2 separate regions of the Bicyclus anynana genome follow, and region 2 is linked to region 1. Evidence: chromatin contacts called from public Hi-C data. All regions are on one chromosome and are shown on one strand. The core of a region is the stretch at or near the end of the contact, and the rest is flanking DNA. Distances in the headings are between cores, read along the strand shown. Region 1 holds the start of LOC112051465 (protein singed). Region 2 overlaps LOC112051465 (protein singed).

What was found. Hi-C and Micro-C count contacts between places; a contact is called where the count stands out from the background.
Region 2: a Hi-C map of whole body shows a contact between it and region 1, with 2.9 times the contacts expected there. The contact joins the enhancer-like site here to the promoter of LOC112051465 in region 1. A contact is called at or near these places in 2 of 2 Hi-C or Micro-C datasets (whole body and whole larva).

The regions. Positions count from the first base shown.
Region 1 is chr11:275,883-282,355 of ilBicAnyn1.1, reverse strand. LOC112051465 (protein singed) reads right to left here and starts at 3,910. Exons shown (of 9, transcript XM_052884393.1): 1 at 3,634-3,910.
Region 2 is chr11:313,887-320,359 of ilBicAnyn1.1, reverse strand. LOC112051465 (protein singed) reads right to left here. Exons shown (of 9, transcript XM_052884393.1): 4 at 6,018-6,203; 5 at 4,087-4,315. Among protein-coding and RNA genes, the nearest start is that of LOC112051465, 39 kb to the right of the region's middle. Within about 2 kb of position 4,274, at least 7 of the 8 cell types and tissues checked have open chromatin away from gene starts, as enhancers often do.

The DNA of each region.
Region 1 (6,473 bases), core at 2,661-5,160:
GTATACTGTTACGATAAAGTCCAAATAATCATTAATGGCTTGGTATATAAAATGGAGCCTTGCTGGAATATACGAAAAACATCTGAATCGATTTCGTAGCGTGAACACATTTGTATTTTAATTTATAAAATGAATACAATTAAATTAGTTTCGGCAAGATCTACGCAGGTGGGCCACACTGCCAGCGTCTGCCAGTGCGTGCTAAAAGCCACTAAAGCCAAACTAACGACTGGCGCGGCCATTGCAGCTCATTGGGTTGATAAATCGCATCGATCGCGGAACGACGCGCTCGCCGGAACGTTCGCATCGCTCACTAAGGTTGTCTGGAAGAAATCGCTACTTCGCTATAAGGCCGCCATTTGTATCTGCCCTCTTTATAATGTCCCTGTTTCCCTTGTTTTTGTTATTGTGATGATTGAATAGCTTTTCTCATCTTCGTTAGGATATTCCAAAGGCGCACACCCTTGATTTGACTAGATATACTTTGAAGAATATGCGCAAGAACTCCACCACCTTGTTCCTCATTCCCCTTTTTATCACAGAATTGCAAGACGCCTCAAAGGGTAGCATTGGTGGATAGGTATCCAAGCAACTCGTACTAAGCTATTTGCAGCCATTTTTCAAATTTGTAAAGCAAGTTTGGAATGTCTTCGGGCGTATGTGATGATGATTAAGATTATTATCCTCTGATAGCAGTTATAGAATCAAACTGCTTTGAAGCAGCGTGGTAATAAACGTGGTAGTAAAACACAAAGTAGGTACCCGACCCGATCTTCGTCCGAAGCTGTTGACTCCAGAGATCGAAAGGCCTTTTATTCTTTCTTGAGAAAACACAAAATTCAAGTTGTATGGACCATACCATGAGAGAGAGACGATTGTTATTAAACTGAATCAGGTTTTACCTATTCCGCAATTGCAAAAGCAGAGTTTAAATTATACAAACAACAAAACAAAACCTCGTTTCAGCCATAAATCGAAGTAGGCGAGCGCATAGCAGGAATGCTAGGCCTCCTAAGCCCGGATTTCGCGACCCCTGCGCGCCGCCGGCGCTAAATGCCAACATTCCAGGCTTGACTCCTGTACCTACCCACCCTGAGCGAAAGGGACGGCTTACAACGTACACTCAAGAAAAACAGAGACAGATGATTCTATAAATATCAGCTAAATCCAAACACTTACCATCTTAGTTATGCAAAAAATATTGTTCTATGTTTAAATATAGTAAACGTTATCCTACAGTCGGAACTTCGTGACATTGAAAACTTGACACAGCACTAAATGTACCTTAAACGTCACAACTGACACTACTGTATTTAGATTAATCAACACACATCAATAGCTCGTATAGTTTAACCAACTTTATGTACTTATCAGTGGTACTAAGTATAGTGATATAGGTGCATACTTACATATTATGCATTTTTGTGTTACAGGAATAGATTCCTTCACTTTTAAGCCTACAATTTATATGTACTCATGTCCCATACCAACTATAATAGTTCACGGATCAATATGACTTGCCTGATTTTAATACAATATAACGATCGATTCTATTGCTCATTATACTTTGTAAGCCCAGTCTGGCCTTGATCAAAAAACCTAAGCGTTCTCTCCCATCTGTCGAGCAGCAATTCCATAGGTATTTCTTCCCAAAAACTTTCTACTGTCTTTTGAACTACACATAGATAAAACTTGTGCAAAAACCGCTAAAATGGCGACCATGCAAGCGAACACAAAAGTAAATATTGACCGTCGATTTACGATCACGTAGCGAGATGAATTTACAGTTTGCTGACTTGCTGTACAAGTCTACAATCACGATCCGCGCCTAGCGAACGTGACTTATCTTCAGTGTTACCAACTCTCTAAAATATTTATCCCTAAAGTTTGTGTTAAAAACCCCTAAAATCGCCTTAATTATTGAGTTGTCCCCCTAAAAATATAAGTTCATAATAATTAAACAGAATTAATAAAACAGAAAAAATATGCTGTAATATGTTTCAAAAGTCTATATTTAATCAGACAAAATATTACGTCTTTATCTGAAGATTCAGATTTTTTGAAATCAATTTTATAAATATAATAATTTTACAATTTTTTTTATTCGATGAAAATTGCCGCCGGTTGCCTCAGAGTGGTTGTAGAAAAACGTATTATATATCGTTATAAGTCGCTAGGTCAAGAAAGAAATATTGAAATTATCATCAATTTAAAAATATTAAAGAGTCAAAAAATCCCTGAAAATACCCCTAAAAATTTCAGACCCCTAAAAAAATCCCATTTCACTTATTTGCCCCCTAAATCTGGGGGGAAAACCCCTAAGTTGGGAACCCTGCTTATCTTTTACATAGGTAGGTATAACATCTCTTCGAGCCTGCAAGATAAACTGAAAATAATGCGTTACCTAAGAACGCCAGCCACACACGATCAACTTTACTACTCTAGTCAAGTCTACTACAGAATACTCAGGGATGACGTTTTTCTCAGAAGGTAGGTGAATGGTGGTCGGTGAGGTAGGTAGTTTAGGTAGTTACGTATCTACGTAAATTATTATTAATTCTAAATTATATAAAACGCTTGTTAGTAATAGGCTAAAGTCATCCGCTAACGATCAAGTAAACTCACATACCTGCAGCGCTAACGGCCTCACAGCCGATAAAACTGATAGTGTGTTGGTCGAGATGTGCTTGACATCATGACGATAATTTGTTTGTTTCTAAACATAGCACATCGAGTAGGGCTGTAGTATATGCTATAATAGCTATATTTTCTTTAAAAAATATTTACCTATCTATATAACTTCTTTTCTCGATGTATCTATTAATTGTAGGTCATAACATCCGCAAAATTAAAGATAGGTTTAATAATTTCTTACAACCTTCTAACGCCGGCCACAGACGGTCAAGTACATAATATAACAGCCCTGTCTACAGCGCGCGTAGGAAAGTGGGCAGTGATAAAAATATCCAAAAGTGATTATTGGTGGGGTTTCAGTGTTTTTTACACAGCCACATTCCTATATGAGCACTGCAGTATACCTGACCGTCTGTGGCCGGCGAATTGATCCCATATTTTATATTCGATAATCGATAGAAGTCTTTGGTGTTAAGTTTAGTTTATTTAAAGCTTTATAAACCAGTTTCTAACATTTTGCAATTTCTATCATTATTATGTTATGAAGATTCCGAAGTATTGACCTCAATAATGTCTATTTATTTACCTTATTTATAATAAATCATGCTCTATAAATAATTTAAATGCCTATTAGTGGTAAACATGGAATGTTTTCCTCGTATTTTTGTAGGTAGAATCATATTGCTTGATGTGACTGACCTGTCTAGTCTGTATACCAGCTATCCTTTGAATTTAGTTTTTATTTGACTAATTTGATAAGATTTATAAAGTTGTTCAAAATTACTTTAAACGGAAAATATTTAATGCAAATGGGAATACGTAGGTAGGTATAGACAATGCGCGAGGGTGAGACGTTGTAGGTATGTCGGATGTCGCTTCGACTCGCCGGCCCGGGACAATCGATCCTGGCTCCCCTGCCGTCGCGCGCCGGGGCAACCACCCGCCACCAGCCACGCCATAAAAACAACCACCAACCGTGAAAACTACATAAAAACTCACCTTTACTCTTGACCGAACACACAACCAAAGAAGTGCAGCCGCGTAGATCGCGAAAAAAACCACTTGCACTTTACAAAAAGTCTTTTAACTTTAATAATAACACAAACATCAATTAACTTGACACCTCGAGTCTGGTTTTGTTATTTATAACGTCTATATTAACCTTTTAATAGTTCAAATCAGTATATGAATAGTGACCGGTGCAATTTCAAATTGCAATTTTCTAACAAATCAACGATGTAACCCCCACGACGTTCCGCGGCGGACTGAGCGGAATGAACTTGGCGCTGACCGAGCGTTTGAGGATGACGCGAGTGAACGTAGCCGCAGGAACCGTTAGACGGTGCACCAATAGAGATCAAATGCGCTCGATCGCCACCAATAGGCAAATAATGTTCCGCGGACGTATTGCACGTGAAAGTTTGAACTTCATTCAAAAGTTACACTTTTCTTCTGCATTTTGTTAGTATTCATTTTGATTGTTATGACATTCCACAATATTCCATAAACTTAATGTTACTACCTATATTTAACTAGCTAAGTTAGTTATGAGTAGTTTATGGAAAAGCGTTGAAAGTTTTATTTTTACCTATAGGTCTTGACTAGGAGCATTGTTTCATAGGTTTATGTGTTTATCCAACATGCTCTATTTGGTTAATTATTATTCAAAATAATACGATTGAATATTATCTTGTAGCAACTTGGGCTTCTATGAGTTAGGCACCAAGAGGGATCTGGAAAGACCCCTACCACGATAGTTTCACAACTACCTTCGAATCGTCATGTTTACAATTTGGATTTGCAAATGTACACTATTCAGTATTAAATAATTATTTATAGATAAACATTTGCGCTACGTGTACATTAAGTCGAAATTTGGAATCCGAGTTCGTCCACATGGAAATCGATGTACTTTCGACCCCTATTTCACCCCTTCTATTTATATTTTTGCATGTTTTATAAATAATAAAGAGTCCAATAATCAATTTACAAAACTATAACTCAAAATATAAACGATTTATAGTGGATTTATATTAGAAAAATTCAACCCCTGTTTCAACTTTTGATTTAATTTTCGCGAAAAACTATCCTTTAATCTTCATCGTATATCTTTACTCTGGTATTACGGTCTCAAATCGTGCCAAGTTTCATTTGAATTCATTCAGTTCTTTCAGCGTGATGCCCGGTCAACATAAAATACGGTCAGATAGACGGAGAGAGAAATAACGATATTTCAAAAACCGCTTGACGCACATAGTTGAAATTTGATAGGGAGGTAGTTCGTAGGTAGTTGACGTTCACTAAGTACGGATTTTGCGGGAGGACCGAATTAAGAAGGTCTAAGGGCGGATGAAGTTGCGGGCGTCCGCTATTAGATAGATAAGCGCAGTGTTGAAGTAAGTTTTACTGAGCAGCTAACGTATTCATAATCATAATACAGTTGAGTGATATGAAAGTCAATTGATTGTTTTTACTCTGCGCTGGGAACAGTTATGTTATGGTAACGTGCGCGTCTGCGCCTCATTGCCTGCGAGCAGCTCATCTCGTATGTCGGACAGTAAAATATTATAGATATTAGTTAGAACTTAACGTTTTTAATCCATGATGGTTGATTGCTTGGCGGCACGGCTTTGTCGGCAGAGTAAAGTAATAATTAACGCATTTTTTTACATTTAGGTACTGCTAGCGGTCAAGCTTCTATTTCCAAATTAAGACTGAACTGAAACATGACATATCATAGACAGAGAGACTTATTTTTTATCAATGCTTGTTGTCGAGAAGTATTTTTTTTTTGTGAAATATAATGTAGAATCCTTGGATGTGATGCAGAATGGTTTTTGCTTAATCGGTTAGATACTAATGGGGTTCCTTTTCCATACAAGAGCTTAGTTGACACTGTACGAATTGGCACGCCACGCATGGCTCTAGCAGACACGTGTGAGCCTGTGTCGGGCTGCAGACAATGGAACGAAGACAGCGGAAAGATACTGCGATACTACGCTCCGCATACAATGTTGTGTCGAGAGAACCGTTACCAGATAAAGAGCAACATGCTTGTTTTTCGCATTGAAAGTGGGTGATGCCCTCATCGTTCATTATCGACCCATATTCGGCTCACTGCTGAGCTCGAGTCTCCGCTCAGAATGAGAGGGGTTAGGCCAATAGCCCACCACGCTGGCTCAACGCGGATTGCCAGACGGATTGGTGATGGTGATGATGAAATGACGAATGAAAAATGATGGCACGTGAATCATCTGGGTTGAACTGGCTGGGACCTATTAAAGTCGCCAATCACGCTCTACTTCGATAGTTTCAGTTGCAAGCTATAATATCAGAAACTGATACCTAGGTAAGTATGTATTTTCACATTGTTTCAAACAACGTTTGAGCAGCCATATATTTATCTTGAGGCCCGTGGCGAATTTATTGGGGGAGGCCCCAGAAATTTTCCCAGGAACTCCGGTCGGACGTGCTGAAAGTCCGTAAACCGTAGGTCTGTGGCATTTTGCCGGTTCTAGCCCTTGCTAGCCTACACTGGGAGCAGCGTACTACCACGCAGCAAGAAATAAATAACAGAGGAAAACGCAATGTAGTCGATCCATACCAGGTTGATCGACAAGACAGGTTGCAGAGAATCGCTAGATATACCTACAGGCGGCCGAAGACTGGTATTTGGAAGTCTTTTCAGTACGGCTATAATGTCTAGCAGTAGACGTTCATCGGCTGATCATAATGATAACCAACAACCATAAATCATATTTTTCACGTTTTTGGCGATTCCAAGGCTGGAATGCCATAAACTACAAACACATTGCAATGCAGGGCTTGTGACCCTGCGA
Region 2 (6,473 bases), core at 3,025-5,524, 38 kb before region 1:
ACAAAAAACAACTATCCAAATCAGTTCAGGTGTCTTCCTGTAATCGGTGAACATACATTAGGTACTTGACCTCATCATTTTTAGAAGTCAGTTAAAAATAATGAATACGTATTTCATATCTTTGTTAAAGTCATCAATAAACAGCGCTAAGTGTTGTGTCGTGGAATACATTTACACACAAAAAACATAACATCTCAATAGGAGAAAACAACACGACACTCGGATTGGCTTAATCTTTTATTAATTAGCTGAATTACAGCGACTTGTTCACACGTCGCGGGCTGATGTGTCGACTCAATAACAACAATAAATTAATCAATTAACATCATTGAAATTAACAATAACAACTATAAGTAGTTTAATCCCCTACTACTACAACTGTGGCTTATTCTTCGGTTTATTACAGAGATTTATCTACTAATTAAGGAGACGCTTGATGAGTCGTAATTGAGTATACGAATTTGCGTGTTCAGGAGATGATCAGTAATTTAAGAGATTTTACATAATTGATAGACGTTTAAGATGGACATGGTCACTAAAAAGAAAAGAAATGCTTCCTTTATTTAAATCGTACGGTCTGTTCATACTTAGCATCTCATGTTTGTATGGATGTTGGTTACACTTTTACGCGAAATCTTCTAAACTCGGCTGCGATTTGGAATGGAATTAGATTATACATTGAGACAACAAATAAGCTTCTTTTTATCCCAATAAAAAGTGAATTTCACGCGGAATTTACTCTAGTTTTGTTATTGGATTAAATTATAAGCTTATATTGGATTGATCGAGTATCGACGCGTCAGTGAGCGCAGCGAGGCAGAGAAACGCTAGAAAGCCGCGCGCCGGCCGCAGCCGCACAATGGTCGGTTTTTTGCCGCATTCTGCGGGAATTCCTGCGCCGACAGCCGACGGCGGAATTTGGAAATTGTTTGACGTATTGTCAGCAATCCGTCCGGAGATCTCGCGTGCAGCGACGATGTACACTATCGATAACATATTGTTAGCTGTCTCGTTGGTGTGTGGTGGATAGTGGCTTGGGATCGTGAGCTTTTCTTAATGAGTTTCCCATTGAAGCAGTAGTTTCTGAGATTAGCGCGGTCAAACAAACTCTGCAGTTTTATAATATGCAAAATATAGAATAACACACGTAATATCTAATTATTATTAGTTTATACTACTGAACTGTAACTATACTACTCGTAATTGTGAGTCAAGAGTCGGAATTTAGAAAAAAAACGTAAAATAAACATAATCCTTCCTGCAGTCAGGTAATTATATAAAAAAATTAAAACGTAATCGTGTGATTAGAAACGAAATTTTACAATATTTATTACCTAATCTATCTATCTAAAGGTATATAGTTGAGTATGGGTTTCCAATTTTTTCAATTCTTATTCAGCTATCGTATTTTTAGATGTTTTCTCCTTGGTTGCAACAAAAAATTAGCAATATAGATCAAAAATATGATCCAAGTAAAGTATAAAAACATTGAATTAAATTTTAAGTTTAATTTAAATTGATTACGTTATTTTAACGAATTAATATGTAAAATATAGTACATACAAAATACATACATATATACATTTAAAAATACTGCCGCAAACATATAGTTTTATTTATCTATTTTCCTACACGTATGAGCACGTACGGTCTAGTATGTTTTGTGTGCTGTGTTGTACGTGACGCTATACGGTGTATGTTATAAGCTCGTTCGCGGGTCGCGACCGCACTCGAGCAGGCGGGCGCGTGACGTCGCATGAGCCGCTGTTCCCATGCTGCCTCATGCCTGGGAACCTCCATATAAACACTGGCATGCTAATACGCCAACAAAAGTTAAGTGTAGACATCAGAAATGGTACATTGTGTTGTTTACGCAATAATATGTACTCGTTACAGTCGACAGACTTATCCTGTCACAAACTTCACAACAATTTTTCTAGCAAATTTTATAATAAATTGAACTGTTTTTCAAATATATGAAAGCAAAAAGATTGTCTATTTCCACGGATACACTAAAATATCAGTCAAATTTGAGATAAAATTATTTATTTTTACTACATTTCAGACTTTTACAAGCCTTACTCAAACTGATACGGTACCTTTTATATCCAATCACAAAACAGGCAATCCTTGTGATTGATTAAGTAGACAATTTTCTACAAAACAATAGATGATAACAGAAAGGTAATACAATCCGAGCGTGTACCAGCAGCCTTATCTGACCGCAGGCAGGCAGGCAGGCTTCCTGTCTGGCAGTCTACAGATAGCTCAGTTCTAACTGCACGCAGCTGCTATTGTTACTGAGACCTATTATTAAGGGAGCATTAAAGCCACGCTATCCGTCTTGTTTTTGTACATTTTGTTTATTTTCTTGTTACTTTACTTGGTTTATAGTTAAAGAGATTGGTCTGCTATTTTTTTATTTTTACTCTGTTACGATTGTGTCGTGGTCAAACAAGTGTCTTGACTTAGTAATGCACTTTGATCTGCAGGGTACTTATGTATCTCGGGGTAGGTACGATTCTTAATGGAAGGACACAAGAAGGGAGTAAGGGCAAAGAAGAGATGGTTGGAGTGTTGCAAAAAGTATATGATAACTTGACGAAAGATAGAAGCGAATGTTTCTCACATCATTATTACATACAAGCTAAGACTAATAACCTATAGACTAGCAACACGTAACAATTTTTCACTCCAAACGTAAGCCACTTCTGTGGCCATCTAAGTGTAAGAGCTAAGCTAATTACCCTCGCCGATATGCACACAAGTGTACTTATCGTAGTGTAAAGATGCGTCAAGGGCTCCCATTTCGGGGCACATAATATAGCTTACGAATCCTGGCACTAATCACTATCTATGTGTTATAAATCTATGCATACATGATTATATCAACAAAAGATATTAAAAGTCGTAGCTTATTAGAGCAACACAGGATCAGACCCGCATTACCTCGCCTTTAGTGGTTAGTATTCTTCGTATGGATTTGTATGGGCATGCTAACTACATCAACTCCATACCATCACCGGATCGCCTCGCTTGCTCGCAAGGTGTCCACGCGCGGACTGCGAGTGGACCTCTCTATGATAGCTCGCTGTTGGCAACTACTACTCGGAAATTCCTTGACCACGCGAGGTTCACTGGTGACAACGCGGCGTCCACCCGTGGTCATCTGTCGACTACGAGTGTGCGGGTCGGGTCCCGGGTGGTTCTAATGAGCTACGACCTTAATACTCAATTAACATCAAGTGGCATCACTATAAAGTTATAGTGGGAAATAACATGTCATTTTGCAAAAACGAAAAGTCGCTGCACTGCGCGAATCCTTTACAGCTCAGGTAGCAAATCTCAAAGAACAATGATCTCTTATTCCTGTCCGTCGGCTGTATATGCCGGAGCAGCAATCAGCTCATTCCGGCCGCAGATGTTGTGGGTACGGTTATTGTAATCAGTTCGAGGAACGTTCGGCTTGATTGCACTTTATTAGTCTAGCTGTTGTTAGTGCTCTATTCTCAGTATTGTACGCGTCTATTTTGTTACGAAGTACATATCGAACCACGAATTTATGTAGTTTTGTACGTATTTATAATTTCACATACTTACATACATTTTAATTTCATATGAGGTAAAAAAAACTGTGCATACTGAAGCTCCCCCATTCCTTGCCATTTCTACCATCGCGCCGCAAGACACCGAATGGGGTTTCATCCCTATGCTGTTGAAGTCCCTAGGACACGTACGAAACGTTTTGTGTCTTCTTATCTCATATACGCACGGCTATGGTTTAGAATACTCTCTATATCTGTATTTCCTTGTAACTTGGATATCTTTAAACTAAAAGTGAATAGACATCTTCTAAGCAAGCGTGTCTTAGACTATATCTACGCTTACCATCAGGTAAGATCATCATACCTATCTTGTATAAAAAAACAAGTATGCTTTACACATGACTGATGTAAAACTTTTTTACCTTTCCCTCTCAACGTCCGTTCGCCTCGCCCGATTACAATTTCTTAACTTTACGAGCTTATTCCTCAAGTGAAGCGTAAAGAAGTATTAGTTGAACTGTCGCTCGAGGGGTGCACTGACCTTGTTTGACGGAGACGTACTTCTCGTTGAGCGCGGCGACGAAGGCGGCCTGCGGCAGGCTGTCCTCCAGCGAGAACAGCTCGTCGCGCGTCACGGCCGTGGAGCGCGTCTTCAGCACCGCCTTGGAGCCGATGGGCGCCAGGTACGCGCCCGCGCCGTCCCGCAGCGCCAGCGCGCCCGCGTGGTACTCCGCGCTGAACAGGCACTCCGCCGTGCACGTGTCCAGCAGCTGAGGGGACCGCTACGTTAGCTCTGTGTAATGCTGCCCACCCACATGCCGGCATGTCATGCACATCGCGACCAACACACGTACAGCACGGCTAGCATTGCATACTATAACACGGCACGGTATACTAATTGAAACACAAGAAGATAGGATAGATACGTATATCATTTTATTTTTCAATCATTATTATTTTAACCGCAAACGCATTCGCGATTGGTCCGTGAGCTCATCCTGAGGTCATGCCTGCAAAATCAGCGCTACAGTTACTCAGCTGCAGCAGCTCTTTGCTGAGACAGCGCTCCATTCAGCCGAATGTGTACAAATATTAAGTGACAGAGACAGACAAATTTATGTAAATTTAGCACCTGAAAGCATCTGAAGCTTCAAAAAAGCGCTGCAAACTAACCCTACTTAAAATTCACTAAACAAGGACAATAAACAGAAGTTGGCCTACAGCATTCCTACGAGTATGATCCCATTATACAGAGGATATAAATGCTTGAGACTCCAAATGTATGCCTGAGATTGAAAAGCACATCAGCATGTGATGTGCTTTTCAACCTCATGATGATGCTTATCCACATACGAATAACTCAGAATACGTTCCTTCAATGATTGAAGATATCAAACCTTCCGTGGAGTCACTACTACTACTACTAGTCATGTAGTGTTAGGCAGCACCTTAACGATTAAACATATTTGAAAAACTTGCTTGTCAATTAAGTAATTTTTGATAGACAAACTTGACTTTTTCATTAAGCAATGTTTTACAGAGGCTTCACATGATCACACACGTTTGTCGAAAAGTTTGGTCGTCGACGGGCTCCCTTACGTGCGACGCGCCGTATCGATTCCCACGTGGCACGCCGCGGCCGAGGTGCGAGCATTGTCCCGCAGTCGGCACAGCGCGCCGCTAATTGCTGTCACTACATGTTGTTCTCTTTGTGCGTCTGTATGCGCTGATTGTTAGTGCGAAGCTTTATTTTCACTTTTTGTACTCTTCTTCTATATTGCAAACAGGTATTATCGGATGAACTGTCACAAACATAATTACTAAGTATTTATATAAATTTATAATGCTTTAGGTGAAAAAAGCCACATTAACTAAATGATTTTTAAGCACCCTAAGGAATAGGGTTAGAACGGCGAAAAGACTTGGTGAGTAAAGACCACATTCTCGTCACATAAATAACGTTAGGTAGCTTTATGCAAGTCACACACGATCAAGTGTGCCGTCAAGTCTGCTACATTTTCACTGTCCATTTAGTGTAATCGCTTGTAAAAATAAACTATAAATAAATGTGTTACTTCTAATTATATTAATTCATTTGTGAACTAGTTAATACAAAATGAATGTGCTTCAGAGAAGCATGTATGAGTAAAATACTTGGTGTTTTATTCATTTATTAGTCGCAATGTTTTCTTTCTAGCACTTGAATATTTGATATCCCATGAATACAAAGGCCTATAACACGCATACCAGACCATACCAGCATACCTACCATAGACCAAACGACGTAACTCAAGAAGAGATATAGACAAATGTCAACCAATAACGGCGATACCGGAAATATCGCCCTCTTTCATTGCAAAACAAAAGAAAAGGGACTGAGACATTTGTTTATTTCTCTTCACAGATGTCGTTGCTAGGCCCACAGACACTACAACGTCATGGTGCAACAAGGCTGACAGGAGTGGCACTGACCTTTCCTCCGGCGCTGAGGTACTTGTTGTTGCAGGTGTGCAGCGCGTACTTGCCGCCCTCGTCGGCGCGGAACTCCAGCGTGAACAGCGTGTCCTCGCCCCACGGCACGTTGGCGTCCACGTGGATCTCGTCCAGCGACTCCGACAGGTGCGCGAACCGCTTGCGGCCGATGGAGCGCAGGTTCACCTGGGTGCCGCAAACATTCATCATTATCAACCCAAACAATGAGAGGGGTTAGGCCTTAGTCCACCACACACGTAGAGAATTGAGCAAATTATCAGGTATGTAGTACTCCTCACGATGTTTTCCTTTACCGTTTGAGACACGTGATATTTAATTTCTTAAAATCCATACGAAATCGGAGGCAGAGGTCATATTCACTGGCCACGGCTCTTCCACAATCATTAAGTCAGCAGTAATAAAATAAACCTATAATTAGTACTGCTGATTGATAAC